3 separate regions of the Muntiacus reevesi genome follow, and all the other regions are linked to region 3. A link is a contact called in public Hi-C data. All regions are on one chromosome and are shown on one strand. Each heading gives the region's core, a stretch centred on a gene start, on an enhancer-like site or on the middle of the called end of the contact. The rest is flanking DNA. Distances are from core to core; before and after follow the strand shown. Region 1 holds the start of PIK3R3 (phosphoinositide-3-kinase regulatory subunit 3). Region 2 holds the start of TOE1 (target of EGR1, exonuclease). Region 3 holds the start of GPBP1L1 (GC-rich promoter binding protein 1 like 1).

Region 1 (3,959 bases), core at 408-2,907, 410 kb after region 3:
CTACCATATACACAAAATGTCTGTAAGGATCTCAGACAAAGCTCTAAAGTAAAAATACAGTGTATGTATACTTTACATTATGGGCACTCAAACCTATCACATGTATGTACACATCACATATATTCACACAAAAAAGGTTCTTCCTCTTTTTATGCTAAGAACCGAAGTTACATTAAATACTATCCCATAAATTAAGTTAAATTACCATAAATTAAAGAGTAATAAAACAGTGCACGCTAATCTCTCTGAGCGACTATATTCTGAAAAGAAAAACCTCAGACTAAGGCCATGACTGAATAAAAAGCCCAGCCCCTGAAAATCACTAACCGGCATTCGGTTTCCACGAGAGAAAAGGGGGTCTTTAAAACGAATAATCACATAGGCAAGCCCAGTTTCAGAAGTTAACGAAGGTAAAACACAGCGAACCAAACGTACTAAATGACAAGCTTTAAAGAATTCCCCTAAAGGGAAAGACTGACTTTAAGACTGGGATATAAAGCATCCTTTGCAGGTAGAATCTTTAATTGAAACAGGGGGGGGAAAGGGGGGGTGGAGTGGAGGGTACGACGAAAACCTGAACGACAAGCAAAGGCAAAGTAAAAGAAACGGGTCCTTCCTCCCACCCCCACCACCCCAGCCCCCACCCGCACTCTCGAGAACAGGACAATAGGATCGGGGTCCTAACTGCAAACTTTAAACGTGTAAACCAGAAGCAGTTTTTACTGCAGCTCTAACTGCAAATCAGCTCCTCATCCCGAACCTAGAGCACCCAAGAATACTTCTGCCCGGAAAACATCAGCAAGGTCTTGTTAAACACAGATCAGACCCATCACAAGATTCTTTTTTTCTCCCAAGTACCTGGAGGATCCATTTCAATATAAAATATCAGTTCTGTCGAATAGGGCATCATCACCTCCCTCCAGTCTGCGTCATCGCGGTCCATACTCCACACCGTATTGTACATCGCGCTGTCAGGGGCAGGTCGTCAGAAAATATATAGAAAGCATATATATTCTTTATCTGCTATTTAAAAATCTAAAAATATATATCTGTAAAAGTCCCACTGGAAAATGTACTTCGGGGTTTCCAACGGCCGGTACAAGTCCAGCCAACTACTAGGATGAGGACGGGGTCCTTCTGCCCTCTCCTCCGGCATCAAACAAAATGCCCCCGGAATGTTCAATCTACGGGCTTTTCTCCTCGAAGGGATACAGAGAGGCTTGGGGCGGGGGTAGGGTGGGGGTGGGGGGGGCGAGGGCAGAGGTGTAAAAAGCGGCTTTCCAAAAATCCCTTCTACACAGTCGTTCTGCAAAGAGAAAAGCTCCTATCGCCTTCAAATCTTTCCGCGGAAGCCACTTTCGTGTCCTTCGAGAGGGAGAATGGAGAGGGGGGGAAAAAAGAACGCGTTGCAAGAAAGGTGGGGAAGTGACAAAGGAAAGAATAAAAAGGGGGTTGGGTATTGCGTTCAAGTTTCGGGGTCCCACTGGTCTGCGAGGAGAGATCCCCTCAGGGGCCGGGGCCCGGGCTTCGTTCCGTTCGGACTCGGAACCGAAGCTGCTGCAGCTTCGGGATGGGGTCCTGTTCCAGAGTCCAGTTAGCTCTGCCTGGCCGGACGCTCCCGCCGGGCTGTAAGCGAGCCCGCCAGCGCCTGATCCCCTCACGCTCTGCCCTGACTCCAGCCACTAGAGTTTCATTTTAACGGCGCGGAGGGGGACACTCTCCCCCGCCCCCAAGCTCCCCCGCTGAGGCGCCACCCAACCAGGCCGAGCAGGGGGGACGGCCAGCATCGCCAGTGCCCCTTCCACTCTATCCCGCCTCGAAGTGTTGGGGTTTCTGTCAGCTGCCTGAGACGGTGTGAGTAAAACTGTCCTCTGCCTCAGCTATCAATTTTCCCTATCGCACCCTAGGCCTCGGCTCCTTAACCCACCAACCTCTCTCCCCCCCTCAGCCTCAATCAGAATGGTAGGGCCCGGGCGCTGGCTGCTCGCCAGGAGTCAGTGCCTGGAGCACGCGAGCCGGGCCGGGAGGGAGAGGCGAGCAGGGAGGAGAGGAGGGGGAAGAGAGAGTGAAGTGGATGGTGATTGGCTGAGTCGGGTTGCCGGAGCCCGGAGCCTGCGTCTTTTGTCTGCCTTGCTCCAGCCAAGGAGCGGGAGACGACTGCGCGCCCCAAGTGGGCCAATCAGGAGCCAGCCGGCGCCGGCCGGTGTGGCGGCGATTGGTCGGAGCCTAGTTACTAAGCGGGACAAAGGCAGAAGGGGGAAAGAAAAGAGGAGGAAAAAAAAAAAAGAAAGAAAGAAAGCGCAAACGGCGGTTACTGACAGGCTGGGCGAGCGCTCGGGGGCTCAAGCTGCCCGGAGACAGGCGGGGCTCCCGCTGAGGCTCGGTCCGCTCGGACGAGTAGAAGAGGGGGAGGACGGGCTGGCGCGAGACACCTCTGCCCGGAGACTGGCCGCGGGGGAGGGGAGCGGACCGAGAGGGGAGCGTGCTGTCACTTGGCGGGACGCGCGGTCTTCTGGCCCTTAGGGTGTCCCCGGGCATAGTTCTTCCCCCACGGACCTCTTCCCCTTGCCGGGACAGCCCGCCCCACCTCACCCACCCCCCATGATAAGTTGTCAGATAAAGCAAAGGTCTCTAAAGCCAGTTGCTGGACCGTTATTGCTCAGCGGGAGGACAAGCCCGTGGGCCCCGTGCAGCAGTCCCGGCCGCTACCTGAGCTCTGCCTCGATTTCTTCCCTTGAGCAGTGAGGCACTTTTTAAGGAGGCATTTCGCAGTTCCTCTGTGCTTTCCACATCAGGACTTTTGAACCCAGGGGGAACTCGCCACACCTGAAATAAATAGTGGAGCGCCACAGCAGGCCCCTCAACTCGAGTGCTCGAGCCAGGGGGGAAAAAAAAAGCATTGCAATTACAGCGCGTGTGTGAGTTTCGAAATAAATCACAGGTGGAATCTCTCGCCAAAAGGGCTCTATTCTGTTCCCCCCTAACAGACCCTCTTCCACGTATACCCAGTCCCTCCCCCATTCTTAAAGTATGAAATGCTGAATATTTTACGCATTTCAGAAACTGCTAATTAACTTGCTGGGGATAGGGGGTACAGTAGCATCTCTTGAAGGTTGGGCCTGGAATTGCCGTTCTTCATACTCTGCAATACAGTCAGGAGGCCAAAAACTGCTCCATTTCCTCTTTACACAGGAATAACAAAGCGCATTGTGTTTGGGTTGACAACCTGATTTAAGCCCTAGCAAAAACTACCGTGAGTGGCTCTGCTATATTGACATGCCTGTGGGAAAGTTGCCACGTTTCACCCTCAACCTCCTCAAGTGGTTCTGCCTTCCTTAAAGTTGCTCTGACTGTGAGTTGAGACAGTTCCTGGGAGCAGACAGTCAAAATGTGTATGGACTGTGTATAAAGTCACTGGTTGAAAAGAGTCAGAAAGAAGGAATGGACCGGACTGTGCTGAAAAAACACATCAGGATTCTTAGTAGACTTACTTTCTTACATTTCTGAAATTCAAATGTGATTCAGGAGGCAAATCTACCTGGGACAGGGCACATTAATTTGAATGTTCTGGACCATTTATCAGATAGAAGATGCTGGAAGATCAACTCCCAATTTGTGGCTGGCTTCCCAGCAGACTCTTTACTTCACGGTATCTGGGAGCCAGAAGTACTCACATTTGATAACTCAAAAAGCAGAGCAATCAGTCAGGGCAAGCTGGTTTATTTTTGTTCAGGGGTGTCCCTGTGCATTCCCAAACAAAATGAAGGTGAAGTGTGGAAAAGATAATGTCTTTCAGATTTCCGTAATCGCTTTTGCATGAACCACTTCTCATGGTTTGGTGGTGGGGGTTCAATTTCCAATACACAGAACAATCACCCAGGCCCTCCCCCCAACTAAGGCTTTGGCAGATGTAGTAAAGAAGCAGGAAAGTGTATAATGTGTGCTGCAAACTGACACAC
Region 2 (3,607 bases), core at 961-3,460, 320 kb before region 3:
CATTTTTCTAGATTTTGTATATATGTGTTAGAATACAGTATTTATCTTTCTCTTTCTGACTCACTTCACTCTGTATAATAGGTTCTAGGTTCATCCATCTCATTAGAACTGACTCAAACGTGTTCCTTTTTATGGCTGAGTAATATTCCATTGTGTATATATACCACAACTTCTTTATCCATTTATCTGTTGATGGACATCTAGGCTGCTTCCATGTTCTAGCTAGGCTTCACACCTCATTTTCATCAAAAGAACTTGCTTCCGCCTTCAGAAAAAAGAACCAATGCATAAACTTCCCTCCATCTGCATTTTCCTTCTCCCTTATCCAATCATATGGAGGAATGTTTTCTCCTCCTCTTCCAATTCCATCCATAAGACACACACGCTTCCTAGCAAAACTTTCTTAGCCAAACTCACTGATTTCCATAATTACTAATGGAGTGCCTACTATGTGCCAAGCAGTTTTAGGTACTTGGAATACTTCAATAAATAAAATATCAAAGGTTTGGGCCTTCACAGAGTTTATGGGATTGACAAAAAACAATGTACAAAATCAGCCAATTATATAGGATGTTAGGTGATAAAAACTAGCATAAACAGTCAAAGTAGACTTGTAAAGGGGATAAGAAGTAAGTGAGGGTGGTGGAATGTTGCAATGTTAAAAGAACATGGTCAAGGTGGGCCTTGTTAGAGCAATGTTTGACCAATGACTTTAAGCAGTTAAAGGAGTTACCCATATGGATGACTACCTGTGGGAAAGGCATCCTGAGAAGCTAGTGCAAAGGCCCTAAGCAGGGTACCTGGTGTGTTTGTAGAATGAGGAAGTCAGTGTGGTTAGAAACTGAATAAGGAAGGGGTGAGCAGCAGGTGAGGTCAAAGAGGTAAAGAAAGGGAAAGTGAAAGTCACTCAGTCGTTTCCGACTTTGTGACTGTAGCCCTCCAGGCTCTTCTATCCATGAGCTTCTCTAGGCAAGAATACTGGAGTTTGCTGCCATTTCAAACAAGGTGGGGGGAATAGGATTACAAAGTACCTTGTAGGCCACCAGAGGACTTTGGCTGTCACACCCATTGCTCTCAGGAGCCAATCCTCTTAATGTATCTTTGTAGGATACAAACAGCTCAACCTGCCTCATCCCCTCACCCACTGTGCTCCAGCCATGTTTGCCTGAAATAGTTGCAAATTCCCAAAGTGTCTGTCCACCTTGAGGCCTCACCTAGTTCATTTCCTCTGCTTGGACAGCTCTTCTGTTTTACCTAAGGTTTATTCACTCTTCAGGTCTTGACTTAAATGTTCAAATCAGATCCCTCCAGTCTTACCCACTTCTGTACTTCTCCATTGTTGCTCTTATACCAATCATAATTTCATGTTTATTTGTGAGCAGATCAGTGTCTGCTTTCCTCACTTAACTGTAAAATTCCATGAAAAGAAACTTGGGTGTCTTTTGTTGACACTGTTGTGCAGAGCACAGTGCCAGGCAAACTGCATAAAAAGTACCCCTTCTTTCCAGAATGGGAGAAATCCAAACAATTCAGAATGATGATGAAAAGATTCAATAGAGAGAAAGGATGAACTGGAAACAGCAAATAATCAGAGAGAGAAAAGGTTCAGAGTCCTTGGTGGAAACTAGAGCTCTTGGGAAAGTTCTGGTCCACGGTAGGGGCAACTCTCAGTAGCAGAAAATCAAATCCAAAACCTCTCAGGAGTAACTATAACTCCTAACTGCTTACACGCTGTCACTGCTGGAGCCTAATTCTAGTCGTCATCACGCGCGTCTATTGTTTCAAAAGTGTCCCTTTCACCCTCCTCAGCCTCATCTCCTGCCCGCTCCCCGCTCCTTTCACTTGCTGGAATGCAATGAGCTCTCCACCCTCCCTAGGAGCTTGCCTTTTCCCAAATCTTTTTTCCCCCACACTCTTTAGTCTGCATAACTTATACGCTTGCTTTAAGCTTAGCTCAGGTATCATCTCATCCTCTACAGACATAAAACCCCCAACCCCCACCCCTGGGCAGAGTCGATGAAGACAGCGTAACGCGAAAGCCTGCGTTCCCGCCGGGTCGCACGGGAAGAAGGAATTACCTCCCGCGTGATTTCCCGCGCCAAGCTCACCGACGAACTCCAGGGGGCGTGGCCCCGGCCAATTTTGGCGGCGAGCCGAACCACGCCGGCCAATACGCTTCCAGCGCGCGCCAGGCTGCCTCCTCCGCGCCAGACCCAGGCGACCTTAAAGGAAGTCCTAACGTTCGGCGATTCTTGGCGTGAGACCCCGCCCCATCCCCGACTGCAGGAACCGAGAGAGGAGACGAAGCGGAAGTCCCCCGTGCCCAGTGACTATACTGGCGAGGGACCCGCGGTGTCATGGCCGCCGACAGTGACGATGGCGCAGCCTCAGCTCCCGCGGTCTCAGACGGTGAGTGGCTTTCCCAGGGGCCGTTTTCAAAGCCTGTGCGCTCCGCGGTAGCGGAGGCCCACGGACTCGTAGTTCTAAGAAGCAGGCCTCAAGTTTCAGAGGACTAGCGCCTTCCTTTTGAATCAGCCACGAGGAGACTACATGTCCCGGTGTGCACCGCGGTTCCGCCTCCAAAAGCCTGGAGTGTTGGCAGGATAGTTAGGACTCGTGGGGGCATGTCGGGAGATGTAGTCTGGGGTTTATAGCTCTGTTAATTGGGGGAGGTTGGGAGTTGTGGTCCACAGGAAGTAGGACGGATTGGGGCGTTATTTATTAGGCTCTGGCGCGTACTGGCTACTGCCACTTGTGGCTATGAGGAACCATGGGAACGGTTACAGAGCGTTGTGGGATTTTAAAGGGCCTGAAGACCTCAAGCCTTACAAAATATTTCCTGCAGGATATGGGGAAAAGGAACCTCAACAGATTGTCTAGTTCAGCCTTCCTCTTTTACAGGTTTTGATGCTAAGGGGAAAATTTTTCCCAGAATTTTACATCGGCCACTGGAAGACCCAAGCTTTCTCTCCCCAAATTCAGGGCATTGTTCACTCCAATCCTGTTTATAAAGCATATGCAATATAACGCTTGACGGGAAAGCTGCCCCTACCCCCAGCCATGGCCTAGCTTGGTGTCTGTTCCCTTGGGCTCTTTCCTGAGTGTTAATGTCCATCACCCTTCTTATCTCCAGATGGTGTCAGCCAAAGCACAAAATCTGGGGAGGAGCTAGTAGTCCAGGTTCCCGTGGTGGATGTGCAAAGTGACAACTTCAAGGAGATGTGGCCATCCCTCCTCCTGGCTATAAAGACGGCTAACTTTGTGGCTGTGGACACGGTTAGAGCTGGGGAACTGGGAGAGCAGGTGGTGGTGAAAGGGCTGGTACTGCAGAACCTAACACAGCTCTCCCTTTACTGATCCACAGGAACTGAGTGGGCTTGGGGACAGGAAGTGTTTGCTGAACCAGTAAGTATAAGCCCTGATCTCTTTAGTCCTAGCCTTGCCAAGAAGGGCAGACCTCAACCCTGGAGTGGAGGTCACAGCCTTGGGTGGTTTGGGTCTTTCATGAAGCTAACTCCCAGCCACAGCCACCCCCAAACCCAACCCCAAGGTGCATCGAGGAACGTTACAAGGCCGTGTGTCATGCTGCCAGGACCCGTTCCATCCT
Region 3 (3,764 bases), core at 702-3,201:
TGTTTTCATTTGTCTTACATTCTTGAGACATGTCCCAACATAAAAGACCTTAGAAAAGGCCAGTAATCGACCAAACTGCAAATCTAAGTCTACTGAAGACCAATCACTATACTTTTTGGAAAGAATTACACAGAATGTGACTTATGTTACTAACCTAAAACATGAGCCATCATAAACTATTTTTCCCAGATAAGCAATAAACATTAAGAGCAAGTATTTTAACAAATATGACAAACCAACTTTAACAGCACAAAGTTGGCTGATAAAATTAACACCACAGCACAATTTCAAAACTATAAGCAACTACCAAAAAAACCGCACCCACTCTTATGTAAACTTTTGGAGTAAGCAAACTACTTTAGCCTCACCTTTGTTTTCACCTAGCAAAGACTCTTCAATATAAGACAACAGTAAGATCAAAAGACCCAGTTGTTGAAGAACAACTAAGGAAAAATAACTAAGAATTCGAGATTTGTTAACATATTTAAGTTAATAAGCTCGGGGCACTTCCCCAAGCTACAGCCATTTTAGATTCAGTCTTTCTTTTGAGTTTCACGGGGAGTAGGGAGAGGTAGATACAAAACAGAAAAAGTCCTCACTAAAACGCTTAAAGATCGACCAGCTTTTTTCTCCAGGTAAGGAGGAGTCGGTAGGGGCTGGACAGACAATCTAAATCAACAAAAACACCTCGCTACCAAGGGGAACCGGAACACTGGGGGCAGGGGTGCGGGGTTAAAGCTCTTCTTTTCCTCGTAGATACCCCACATTTGACTCACACGTTTTTTCCCCTTAGATTTTTCCATCACTGGAAAACAAAAGCCCTTGGCTCTAATTTAAGAAAGAGAAAGAAAAAGTAACCCGTAAACCAAGCTACTCAATCACCAACAAGCCGGAACGCCTGGAGAGGAGCCAGAGAGCCGCAGGTGAGTGTTCCGACCCGAAGAGCAAAGTTGAAGTAGGAGCGCTCTGGCAGTCTCGACGAAGGTCGTGTGCAAAGCTCCACGCGTGGGGGAAGGTGCCCCGTTCGAACCACACGGCCCGTGGGCTCTGCTCCCGGTCCCCGGACCGACCTACACCCAACCACCTGTGTGAGAGCCGCCTTCAACTTGTTTCAACAGCCGGTCAGTCAGGCACCGGGTGGAGCCCTGCGCCGGGTCACTCACGATCCCCTACTGCCCGTTGTCGGGAACTCTCACTCACCGGGCAGTGGAGGGGCTACAGTTAGGGACCAGTCGCGGCGTCTGAGGGTGCGTCCCCAGCTTCCTGATCCGGCAGAGGTGGAGAGCCCACAACCATAACAAAGGTCTTCCCAAAATGGCTGCCCGGCCCACACGGCCCAGGAGGGGCAGACCGGGTGGAGGGGGAGGAGCGACGACCAGCCTGGCCCTCCCCCAATCTGATCCCGCCTCACACACGCCCACCCGTTCGCACCGCCCACAAGGGCGCACGCGCATGCGCATGAGCCCAGTTCGGGTGACCCCCGCCGGCGCCCCAAGCAGCCAACGTTTAGCCGAGAGGACGGCGGTTATTCCTCGCCCCGCCCCCAGCTCCCTCCGCTGCGGCTCCTGGCGGCGCCTCCGCCCCTCTACAGAGTTGAACACTGTCTTTCCTAGCGCCGCCTCAGAGGCGGAGACCAGCTGGGTTTGGTACTCCCCTTCATATCTCCTCTCCAGGCACTAGGGCCTGGGCGCCGGTGAATGAGTGGGTGGGGGGTGTATATGTGCACCTATTTTTCCCCGCCCCTTCATTCTGCACCTTCCCACACCCCACCTCTCGGCAAGCGCACTTCTCCAAACTACCTTACAAGTACTAACAAACCGGTTTTGTAGGCGCGTGTGCTTTCCGACCCTTTCCCACCTTCGGCTCCTTCCTTCCTCCTTTCACGTGCGCGCGCCGTTAAGACTCCAGCCCCCAGCAGGCCACACGGCCGGGCTTTGGCGACCTGAGTGGCTGGTCCCGACGCACTACCCGCTGGGAGTGGTAGTTCCGCCCGACCGCTGGCGTCACGCCCCTGTCCCAGTATTGGGCGGTTTTCTGGCCAGAGCCTGCTCCAGTGCCAGGGCGGAGTAGCTGATTCTTCGGCTCTAAGCCTCATTGGGTATCGCATAACGGGAAGGGGCGGCGCAGTCATGGCCGAGAAGGAAATAAAAGTGAAAGCTTATGGCAACTGAAAAGTGTTACTATTACGAAGAATTCGCTGTGAACCTGTTCTGTACGACAGGCTAAACCAAGTGATAGCCGGCAACCAGGAAGCTAGACTACCAAGAATCGGGAGGAATGGAGGAACTGGCTAGCGTGGACTCCTGCAGCTCTCCTTTTGTTTTCAGATAAACAAAATTGCCTGATGGTGTTTCCTTTGATAGACTGTGAAATGGAGGCCCAGAGAAGGGAAGGGACTTGCTCAAGGTCACAAAGCCCACAAATAAAAGTTAGAGAGTGACAGGAGGAATAATCTAACTTACGGGTCACCCTAAAGGCTCTTATCACAGTTTTCATGAAAATAAGTCTTGCCCCTTGTTTTCTTTATTTCTTAACAAAATTTACAGGTACCAGCAAAGAGAATGAAGTGGAACTTTCCCCCCTTAAGTAGTATTAGTTCAGTACCTTAATGAGCTGTGAGATATGCCCAGGCTATCCTAGAAACCCCTTTAAATGCAAAGTAAAAAATGAGTTCCAGGGACTTCGCTGGTGAGCCAATGGTTAAGACTCCGCACTCTCAGTGCAGGGGGGTTCCAGTTCTATCCCTGGTCGGGGAACTAGATCCCACATGCTGCAACTAAGACCCCGGTGCAGCCAAATAAACAAATATTTTTTAAAAAGAAAAAACGAGATCCAGAGATGGCAAGCAATTTGGCCAAGTCATACTTGGCCTAGACTCCAAATCTCCTACCTTCCTTTACCACCATCACTCAGTAACTGCACTCTATCTTCCCGAACTCTGTGGGGCAGATTTTCTTGGCTGGGAAACCTGGACTAGAAAGGAAAGGACCGTTTATATACCCTACAGACTTCAAAAGCCAGTTTCTACTAGAACTAAGATTTTACAGAAAACCCAGGGTGGGAACTAGCTAGCGCTGGTCAAGTTTCCACCCGGACTCACTTTTTTTGCTCTCAGGAAGTGGGGGCGGGGGGGTGGCACTATTTATTCTCACTGGCCGGAAGACTTTTTTCCAAGAGTCCGAGCTCTTCTTGCAGTTCGGATTTCTACCTGTGTGCGACGCTGGCAAGTGAGTAGCAGGGCTGTAGCCACAGGTGCAGGTTGGGAAAAGTGGTGGGGCTCCAAGGCTTTGGTGTAAATTGAAGATGCGGGCACTGTTGAACAAAATTTCCCGGGGATTTCTGCGTCCAGAATTCATCCCTTTTCTACTGATGTCGGCTCTAAGAGTTGCATCAGTTTCTACTGATGTCGGCTCTAAGAGTTGCAGTTGCAGTTTGGCGCAGTGAAAGTATTGAGCATTTTCACCCAGATTGAGTGGATTAACTCTTGGGTCTTTGTCCTTAATCTCCTCACCCGTTGTCATCCCGGGCTTTAGGCTACCACATTTTTGCTTTAATACCCTTGAGTTGGAAAGCACTTGTCACAGAGCCTAGGGAGTTCGGAAGGTTGAGGGAGCATGTAGATTTTTGAAATCCCGTAAAAAGGTGATTTTGAACAAACGTGAGTAGGTCGGTCCTGCAAGTTATGTGTGTTTGGGAGTCAGGAAGTGTGTGTGTGTGTTTGTGCAGTCACTCAGTTGTGTCCGACTCTTTGTAATCCTATGCAC

What was found. Hi-C and Micro-C count contacts between places; a contact is called where the count stands out from the background.
Region 1: a Hi-C map of muscle shows a contact between it and region 3, with 3 times the contacts expected there. The contact joins the promoter of PIK3R3 here to the promoter of GPBP1L1 in region 3. A contact is called at or near these places in 2 of 3 Hi-C or Micro-C datasets (blood and muscle).
Region 2: a Hi-C map of muscle shows a contact between it and region 3, with 6 times the contacts expected there. The contact joins the promoter of TOE1 here to the promoter of GPBP1L1 in region 3. A contact is called at or near these places in 2 of 3 Hi-C or Micro-C datasets (blood and muscle).

The regions. Positions count from the first base shown.
Region 1 is chr1:158,771,704-158,775,662 of mMunRee1.1, reverse strand. PIK3R3 (phosphoinositide-3-kinase regulatory subunit 3) reads right to left here and starts at 1,657. Exons shown (of 11, transcript XM_065913868.1): 1 at 859-1,657. The coding sequence starts at 964.
Region 2 is chr1:159,505,110-159,508,716 of mMunRee1.1, reverse strand. TOE1 (target of EGR1, exonuclease) reads left to right here and starts at 2,210. Exons shown (of 8, transcript XM_065914167.1): 1 at 2,210-2,409; 2 at 3,134-3,276; 3 at 3,365-3,405; 4 at 3,551-3,607. The coding sequence starts at 2,358. MUTYH (mutY DNA glycosylase) reads right to left here and starts at 2,247. Exons shown (of 16, transcript XM_065914135.1): 1 at 2,109-2,247.
Region 3 is chr1:159,184,470-159,188,233 of mMunRee1.1, reverse strand. It overlaps GPBP1L1 (GC-rich promoter binding protein 1 like 1), which reads right to left and starts at 1,951. Exons shown (of 12, transcript XM_065914056.1): 1 at 1,858-1,951. TMEM69 (transmembrane protein 69) reads left to right here and starts at 3,135. Exons shown (of 3, transcript XM_065929354.1): 1 at 3,135-3,227.